Linked DNA regions of Rattus norvegicus: region 2 is linked to region 1. A link is a contact called in public Hi-C data. All regions are on one chromosome and are shown on one strand. The core of a region is the stretch at or near the end of the contact, and the rest is flanking DNA. Distances in the headings are between cores, read along the strand shown. Region 1 has its middle 61 kb from the start of Tp53i11. Region 2 holds the start of Tp53i11 (tumor protein p53 inducible protein 11).

Region 1 (4,352 bases), core at 158-2,657:
CCCTGACATTTGGCTATTTTAAGTCACTAAATCTCAGTACTTCATTTTAGGACGGTAGGTGACAAATAACTGTCACTTGCCTGCCATCAACTGAGTCAGACTTTTCTAATCTAATTACCTCCTGACCCCTGGGAAATATTAAGGCCATGAAGATGTGCTAGACACACCTGAGACAATCTAGCCTCTCATGCGGGTCACTGTGTTATCTCAGATAGGTCTCTCAATGTCTCTAAACACCATCTTCCCTCATCAGTAAGAGAGCTAACAAGAGCATGTGCCTTCAGTGTAAGGGCTATCATGAGTTTGGAATAAAGCTCAGCTCCTGATGCTTGCTTCATGCTCAGCAGATGCATGAAGCCATTGTGATTGGTTACATGCATACTCCATGCAGACCCTGATCATATAATGAGAAGACTGAACAAGACATACAGAGATGACCTGCACAGGGCTTATATTCCAGGGAAGACAGGGCAATATAGGAAAACAAGATGAGAGCAGATAGAGGATGTAATAAAGACCTGGGGTAAGGGGAAGTAATAGTCAGGGTTCTCTAGAGTAACAGACTTACGAAGCCAGAGCCAGCAGAAAGGGCATCTTCCATGTCTTTATATAAGATCCCAACAGAAGGTGTAACCACATTAGAGGTGGGTCTTCTCGCCTCAGAAATCCAGATTAGGGGTTGGGGATTTGGCTCAGTGGTAGAGCGCTTGCCTAGCAAGCACAAGGCCCTGGGTTCAGTCCCTAGCTCCAAAAAACAAAACAAAACAAAACAAAAAACAAAAAACAACAAAAAAAAATCCAGATTAGTAGTGGATCTTCCAACTTCTAGTGAAGCAAAAAATCCCTCATGGGTGTGCCTCTTGATCTTGGAGTTTGAATTAATTCCAGATGTCATCAAGTTGACAACCAAGAATTGCCATCACAGACGGCTACCAGATCAGGAGACATCTAAGGCTAGAAAGAGCCACTCTTAGGAAGAGCAGATGTCTAAGGGAGAGCAGTGTATGCAAAGGTCGGGGGGTGGAGCTCCAGAACTCAGAGGAATCTAGTGCTACCACTGCACTGTGGAGAGAGGTGAGTGGGAGGAGTCAGTCTTGATAGATGACAGCAGGGTTATTACAGCAGAGACAACTGATACAAGCCCAGGTTAGGAATGGACTCAGAGCAATGGCCAGTGTGTGAGGGCCTCAGAGTAACTGGAAAACCCTTACCACTCCAGTTCATCATTTGAGCAGTCTGCGTTCTTACACCTCCTAGTCCCACTTGGGAGCATACCCCTCAGTCTTCCATAGACTTCCTCTTCCTCTTACCTAGGGCCCTAGCTGTTTGGGAAGACATCCAGACGATGACCTGTGGCTCTTCCCCAGTGCTCCCTCCACACAAGGAGCCCAGCAGGCCAGATGGCCTGGAGCCAGGCCTTGCTGTGTGTTGATCCACGTCAGCTCGAGCCACAGGATGCAGCTGGCCACCTTGGGCCGTGCGGCAGGAAGGGTCAGCTGGCTGACTGCCACGGACAAAGACGCTGTTTCAAAATACATTCCTCCTGAGATGAAGCCACGAGATTGGGACATCTGTCCAGTGGGCAAGGGCTGTGTGGCCCAGAACCAAGACCGGCAGCTCACTAAGAGCCAGTGATCCAGGGATGGAAAGTAGACCCTTCTTAGAGAGCCTGCAGCTGGTTACACATAAGCACACAGGTGCACACATGTACAAACACACACACACACACACACACACACACACACACACACACACACACACACAGATGCACAGTCAGCCAGCAGAGCGGATATGCTCTCCCCTGAGGCCGAGTCACTACGCAGAAAGATACAGACACATCTCTGAGTCCCTGACGTTTCTGCTTTTGCCACCCAGATAATTGTGCCAGAAAATAGAAACACCTGCGCCCACCCAGCCCACACCACAGAGGAGCGGTAATTAAGCCCCAGCAGGAGGTACCATTTTCCTGCCAGCCAGCCAGCTTCCCCAAGGTCTTTGTGATGGGCTCCAGGGGCACAGTTGGCCCATCTTGGTCAAGCTCATCTTACACTAGTTACTATAATGGTCCCCACTTCACTCTCCTCAGGACCCTTCCTCAGCCAATGACCTGTCGATGAGACTAGGTACTCCCTCAGAGCCATCCTTATGTTCTGTGTCTCAAGGGCATTTGAAGGACTTATTATGTCAGCTGTGAGCAAGAGGCAGGGTACTCTCTGGGGCATCAATGGCTAGTCTAGTCCTTCTGGCCAGAGGGACCGGCGGTTTCCTATTCTTGTCCTCCGGGGGCTTGGGCCCTTAGCTAGTACACACACCCACCTTTCTCCCACCCCAGGCTACCTGCTGCTTTCCTCACATACCAAATCCATGCCTGTCCCAGGACCTTGGCACCAACTCTATTCTCTGTTTGAAACATTGGTACCCACTCTATTCTCTGTTTAAACTCCTCTGTCATCAATTCCTGCCTGCCATCTCGATCTCAGCTCAGATAGCCCCTCTTCCGGAAGGCCCGGCCTGCTTAGTTAGAGCCCCTCTCTAAGTAAGTGGCCCTTGGGCCTGGCCTGGCTGTTTATTAGTATTTCCTGGGCATTTAAAAATATCACTGGATGCCAGGTGTCCTGTAGACCAATGGAGGATGTGGAAGTGTGCATTGGACAAGGCCCCCATGCAGTGCCAGTGTGGAGTCAGGACTGAGAACTCTTGGCCCAGAGTCTTCACAAGCGCTGGCCCCTCCTCCTGGCTGCTGTGTTCGGCGTCCAGCCAGCATTGGATGCTACTCTTCTTCGGGTGGGTAGCTCGGGCATATGATGCCATCACAGCACTTACCAAACGCTGCCTACAGAGGAACCTGCTTCTTGGTTGCTGCTCATCTCAGCCCAGACAGTTCTGTGCAAACAGAAGTGAGGCTCAGAGAGGGGCAGGCAGTACCTACCCAAAGCATCTGGGACTTTAACCCAAGCTGCATGGCTGCAGAGCCTGGGCCCCTGGGCTGACACCAAACGCTCATTTTGTGTAATCCCCACAACCGTACTAAGCCACCGCTTTCGTGATGAGCTCCCAGGGTTCCGAGTCAGGAGACCTGACCAAGGTCACCCTGAAGGAATTGCAAATTCAGGCCAGGCTGGTCTTGGTGGATAAAATGCTTGCTGTGCAAGTAAAATTTAGGTACCCAGGGCCCACATAAAGCTGGGCATCGTGGTTCACCTAATCTCAGTGTTTCACAGTGAGGTGGAGTGTGAGGCGGAGACCAAGGAACCTCTGAGTGCTCTTGGGGAAGCTAGCAAACAACAAAGAAACTCTGCCTCAAACAAAATGGATGACAAGGGCAACCCCTGGGATTGACCTCCACACCACCACCACCTCCGGCTTTTCTCCTTTTTAAACCTGGGTTCTGGGTATTAAACTTGGGCCCTCCAGCTTGCACAAGTGTTTATCCACTGAGCCATCTCCCCAGCCTCTTAATTTTTAAAAACGGGGTCTCACTAAGTTCCCAGGCCACCTATGGATGCTCTAGCTCAGTCAGGCCTTCACTGGACATTCCCTCTGCTTCTTCTTCCAGAGTAACGGGAAGGCTCCAAGGTGGCATCAGGCCCAGCTAGAAGCAGGCACTGTCTGTAGATTGTACCAGCTCAGACCCATGTCATGCCCCAAGTTCTGGTCCCTTAGCAGTTCAAAGCTGGCTTTTTTTGGACCATAAAATGGGAGGGAATCATTTGCAAAGACAGGAAGGAAGGCAATCTGTAAGATTTCTATGAGGCTGCAGAAGGCGCACACCAGCCAAAGCAATTTCCAGCAGCCATTGATGCTTTGAAATGGGTACAGTGGTCCCTCCCTTGTGTGGACAATATAGGGAGGAGGAGAAGGAAAAGCCCCCATGAGGAACCTTCCTGCAGGCGGTGGCTGAGTGGCATCCTGGCACAGCAACGACGTCATTCCTTCAGGGCCCCAAGGAGCCATGCCCACAGGTCATGTGTATGTGTGTGTACCAGCTGAAGCACAGCATGAATGCAGGTGGTAACATTTGGAGGCCTCTGGCCTACACTCTCTAAGAGGGATTCTACATTCGGCCCGCACCTTGGATGCCTGGAGACGGCTCTGCGTCAGCATCATCCCCATTAGCCAGTAATTGCTGTGCTCTCTGGGGTCAGATCTGCACTGAGCAAGAAATCGCCCAGCTAAGGGCTGCGGAGGAGATGGGGAGGGAGAGATCAGGAGCGATGACGTCTGCAGGAGAGAAGCTGGAACCTTGGGAGCTATGTGCGTGGCCGTGTTTAAACCAGGCTTCCTCATCACACGGGGCATGGCAGGCCCCAGCCTCTCAGCCATCCGGTTGGCAGGGCAGAACAGGGCTGCAG
Region 2 (3,896 bases), core at 1,004-3,503, 60 kb before region 1:
ATATCATCTATGAGATGTGGGGTCCCCATCCTTCCTCACGAGTGCCTCCTATCTCTTCCCCACCCCACTCCACCGGAACAACATGGTGCTGCCTCAGACTCTTTGCACGGGCTCTTCTGCAGGACTCAAAAAGCAGCACTGATCACTCCTTAAAATGGCCTCAACACCCCAACACTCTACATGTTCTCCTGACTCCAGCTTTCTTTATGAGACAGGGTCTTCCTACATAGACCAGACTGGTCTGTAACTCAGACTCTTCCTGCCTCAGCCTTCAGGATACTGAGACAACTCCAAGGCACGGCACATGACCCAAATGACTTATTTATTATTAATTTGCCTCTTCTTGCTTAAGCCACAGTACTACCTAGAGCCTTGACAGCTTCCACAGGTGTGCAGGGACCTGTGGGACCCGTGCTGGCCAACTGCGACATCACTCTTTTATGGAGTACTCACAGACACTTGGGGCAGTAAGTGAGCACAGAGAAAAGCCAAGAATAATTCATGAAGACCCTGCCTCTAGCCAGGAGCCTCTGTCCTCTCTCTCCAGCAGATGGGGCTGTCACAAGTCCAGGCTGTGAGTTGGGATGAGAGGCACCCGTAAAGGTCCTGGACCCAGAAAGGTCAAAGTCAGGGACATCAAGTGGAGGCAGCCAGACTTGAGTCTTGAAGAAGAAAAGCTAAGGCAGAGAGCACTTAGGACAGAGGGGACTCTAGGTGAGGGCGCTGTTTGTACGAAGGCGACAACAGAAACCTGAAAAATATTCTGACTTCCCAACGATCCTACAGGATTTTTTTTTTTTTTTGCCTTGGACTGAGCCAGAGGCTGCCACTAAGGGGCAGGTGGTGTTCCTCCGGATTCTTCCAGGAACCCACCACAGTCCCCACGGCGGCAGGTGGCGGCCTTTCTCCAGGAGCCTCCACACGGGAGACACAACTGTGTAGGTGTTCCCGCAAGCCAGGGACGTCTATACTCCCACCAGGCCCCCATCCAGAAAGTTTGTTTAAAAGAAACGAAACAGGAAGTCCGTGCTGGGGGACTTTAAGGAGGCCTTGGTCATGTGTTTTGGGTCAAAGTGGGAGTGGGTCCTGGGCCTATCCCTGCTCCTCCACCTCACAGGCGGGAGGAGAAGCCCGCTCCATCCGGGATGCAAGAAGGCGGCGAGAGGGGAGCTGAAGCGAGCGGCCGGCCTCGAGGTGCCCCGAGGATGGTACGCGGAGTATTTTCTGCGCACTCTATGGGACCCCAATCCATCCTGCGCCAGGCAATGGCGCCACCCCTCACAGCTGACCGCGCGGTTTGGATGAGAGAGTTTCCCGGGTCCACCTGCAATACCCTCCGGACACCACCACCCCCGACTGGGGTCAGGCCCAACCACTTTTCCGCGCGCTCCTCTCCAGCAGGGACTCTGGAGTGTCACCGGCTTTGCCCCTTCCCCCTCTGATCTATCCTCATCTCCGTGCCGAGGACACTCCCCTACTTTGTGAGGCGGGAGTCGGCGACTCCTTCAGCCCGGGGCACCCACACAAAAGGTCTGGCCAGACTAGTAGACAGCAGGAACCCCTCCACCTTCTCCGCCCGCGTCCCCGTGGGGGCGAGGACCCGGAAACTCCCAAGTTTACACCGCGCAATCCTCGGGCTAAGAAACAAAGGCGGGAGGGGGGGCGGTGGCGACAAAGGGGGAGGGGACCGAGAACCAAGCGCGGAAGACAGAGACCCTGCGATAAAAGAAACTGCTTTACTCTCCGCTCTCTCTAGCTCCGAATCAAAGAGATAAAGCCCGGAGGAGGCCAAAGGCAAAAATAAACGGCCCCGGGGGAAGGAGGTGGCGGAGAAGAGAGCTGGGGGAGAGAGGGAAACCAAGTCAGTGCAAGGGGACAAACAAAAAAGGACGGAGGACAGTGCCACGAGGAGCTCAGCGGGGGTTCCGGGCGCCCGCCGACCCGCAGGTGCCAAGCTGTCCGGGCGCCCGGCTGTCGCTCGCAAGGTGCTCGCTGCCCCGGGCGGTTCCTAAGGCCCCCCGGCGTCCCCGGGCTGCGCTGCGCAGGCAGCGGCCGGCGCGGTGGCAGCGGCGGAGAAGTGTGAGGCTAGTGGCTGCCGGCAGTCGACTTACGGGGTGCTGCGCTCGCGGTGCTGGCGTGCCCAGCGGACGCTCCGGCCCGGGGAGTCTCACATCGCGGCGCCGCGCTGGGCAAGCAGGGCAGGGCAGGGCAGGGCAAGCTGGACTCAAGTCGCTGCCGGGCTCGCCCGAGTCTGGCGGCCCGCACTGGTCCCTCCTCTAGTGCCACGCACAAGCCAATGGCGCGCCGTCCCCTCCCACGCGCTGGGCTGCCTCGCCCCCGAGGTGGCCGGGGCGGGCACAGAGGGGTTGGGGGGGACGGACCCAGAGCTGCAACGGAGGGCCTACCGGGAGCCGCCTGCGGAGGGCGCACCCACGCTTGGCTAGGGGATCCCCGGGCAGGGACATCCTGCCGCTGCGCCACCCAGGACTTTGTCGGAAGTTCTGAAGACAGCGCCCCTTTCCTCCCGGACTGCAAACATACCCCTATGGATTTCTAAAACACCCATTCAAAGGCCTAGGCCGGTGTCTAAGATGGAAGGAAGGGAACCAGCTTTAGTCCGTAGCCGCCCCCACCCCCACCCCCGTGTAAAACAACACGGTTAACGGCAATCGTCACCGTTTACTAAAAACACTTTCAAGAATAAAATCTTAGGGTTCTCAACAGTCTAAGAGAATATATAGGACTAGTCCCAGTTCACAAAACTTTGAGTCATTCATACTTAGCCTAGAGCTGAAGATATTGGAAAATCTGTCACCTAGGCCACCCTTATCTCTCCAGTTTGGTGTAAATTCCAAATGACAAGAACTCTCACCCACTGAGACTTTCTACCTCAGTCAGTCGCTGTATCATGTGCTTCACGTGGCAGGGTTGGGTCAATCTGTGGCTTTAGAGTATTTTGTTGGTGGAATCAAACAGCCCATGCCAAGAGAGAGTACCAGGTGAGTCTTGAGGGGTCCTGAATGGTCTTCAGGAGTCTCTCAAACTAAAAAGACAGCACCTACAACCCCCATCCCATGTCTGGCTCTGGACTCCTTGGGAAACCCTTTATAGCAGTTGATTGCCCAGGGCCCTGCTTCCTGCTGAGAGCAACCTCTGGATCTTGCCTTCTGGCCTGATGGGAGATAATCTCAGCAGACTTGGAAGGAGGGTGGGGATGGAGAGAAGCAAGACTGAAGGTTAAGAACTGGGGCAGAGACAGAGAGTGGCTGCCGCTTACCCTGACCCAACTAAGTGTGCCTCTGGCTCCTGAGTTAAGCTTTGCTTTTCTGCTCCAGGCTACAGAACAAGAATACCCGGATTCAAATCCTGGCTCTGTCTTTTAGCTTAGCCCTATGTAAGTTACCTAACCTCTCCAAGCCTTGCCTCCTAACCTACAAAGGGGTGTGAATTTATAACATGAAGTGCCCTGTGGCTGTTGCTAGGATTTCCAGTTAGAGCAGCAAGCCATGTTAACCAAGCCTGACCATGTGTGAGGGACCAACCTACCAGGCAGGCTTCATGGCCCTTGAAATGCAAGAAGTAAACAGAACAGTGCCTGGTGCATAGCAAGCCAGCTCTCAGTGGCTGTTAGCCTCCTGATTACCAAGGCAACTAAACTCCCTTCCCACAGTGCCACCCGCTTTTGCTGAACACCTGGCTAGTGATGACCAGTTAATGAATGAATCACTCAGACAGTCACGTCTGGATCAGGCCTGCCTCGAGGTGTGTGGAGTGAAGTGCACATCCAAGCCTCCTGTCCTTGACCGAGAGCTTCATCGAGGCCTGGTTCAGTCTCGCCTCTGGACAGAGATGGGATAACAGATTCATTGTTGCACTACGGTCATACAGGGCTCCTG

Evidence for each region. Hi-C and Micro-C count contacts between places; a contact is called where the count stands out from the background.
Region 2: a contact with region 1 is called in a Hi-C map of psoas muscle, with 2.3 times the contacts expected there. The contact joins the promoter of Tp53i11 here to the enhancer-like site in region 1. A contact is called at or near these places in 2 of 12 Hi-C or Micro-C datasets (liver and psoas muscle).

What each region holds. Positions count from the first base shown.
Region 1 is chr3:99,537,621-99,541,972 of GRCr8, reverse strand. No RefSeq gene overlaps it. Among named protein-coding and RNA genes, the nearest start is that of Tp53i11, 61 kb to the left of the region's middle. Within about 2 kb of position 1,407, at least 16 of the 93 cell types and tissues checked have an H3K27ac peak or open chromatin away from gene starts, as enhancers often do.
Region 2 is chr3:99,598,657-99,602,552 of GRCr8, reverse strand. Tp53i11 (tumor protein p53 inducible protein 11) reads right to left here and starts at 2,253. Exons shown (of 8, transcript NM_001107749.2): 1 at 2,112-2,253.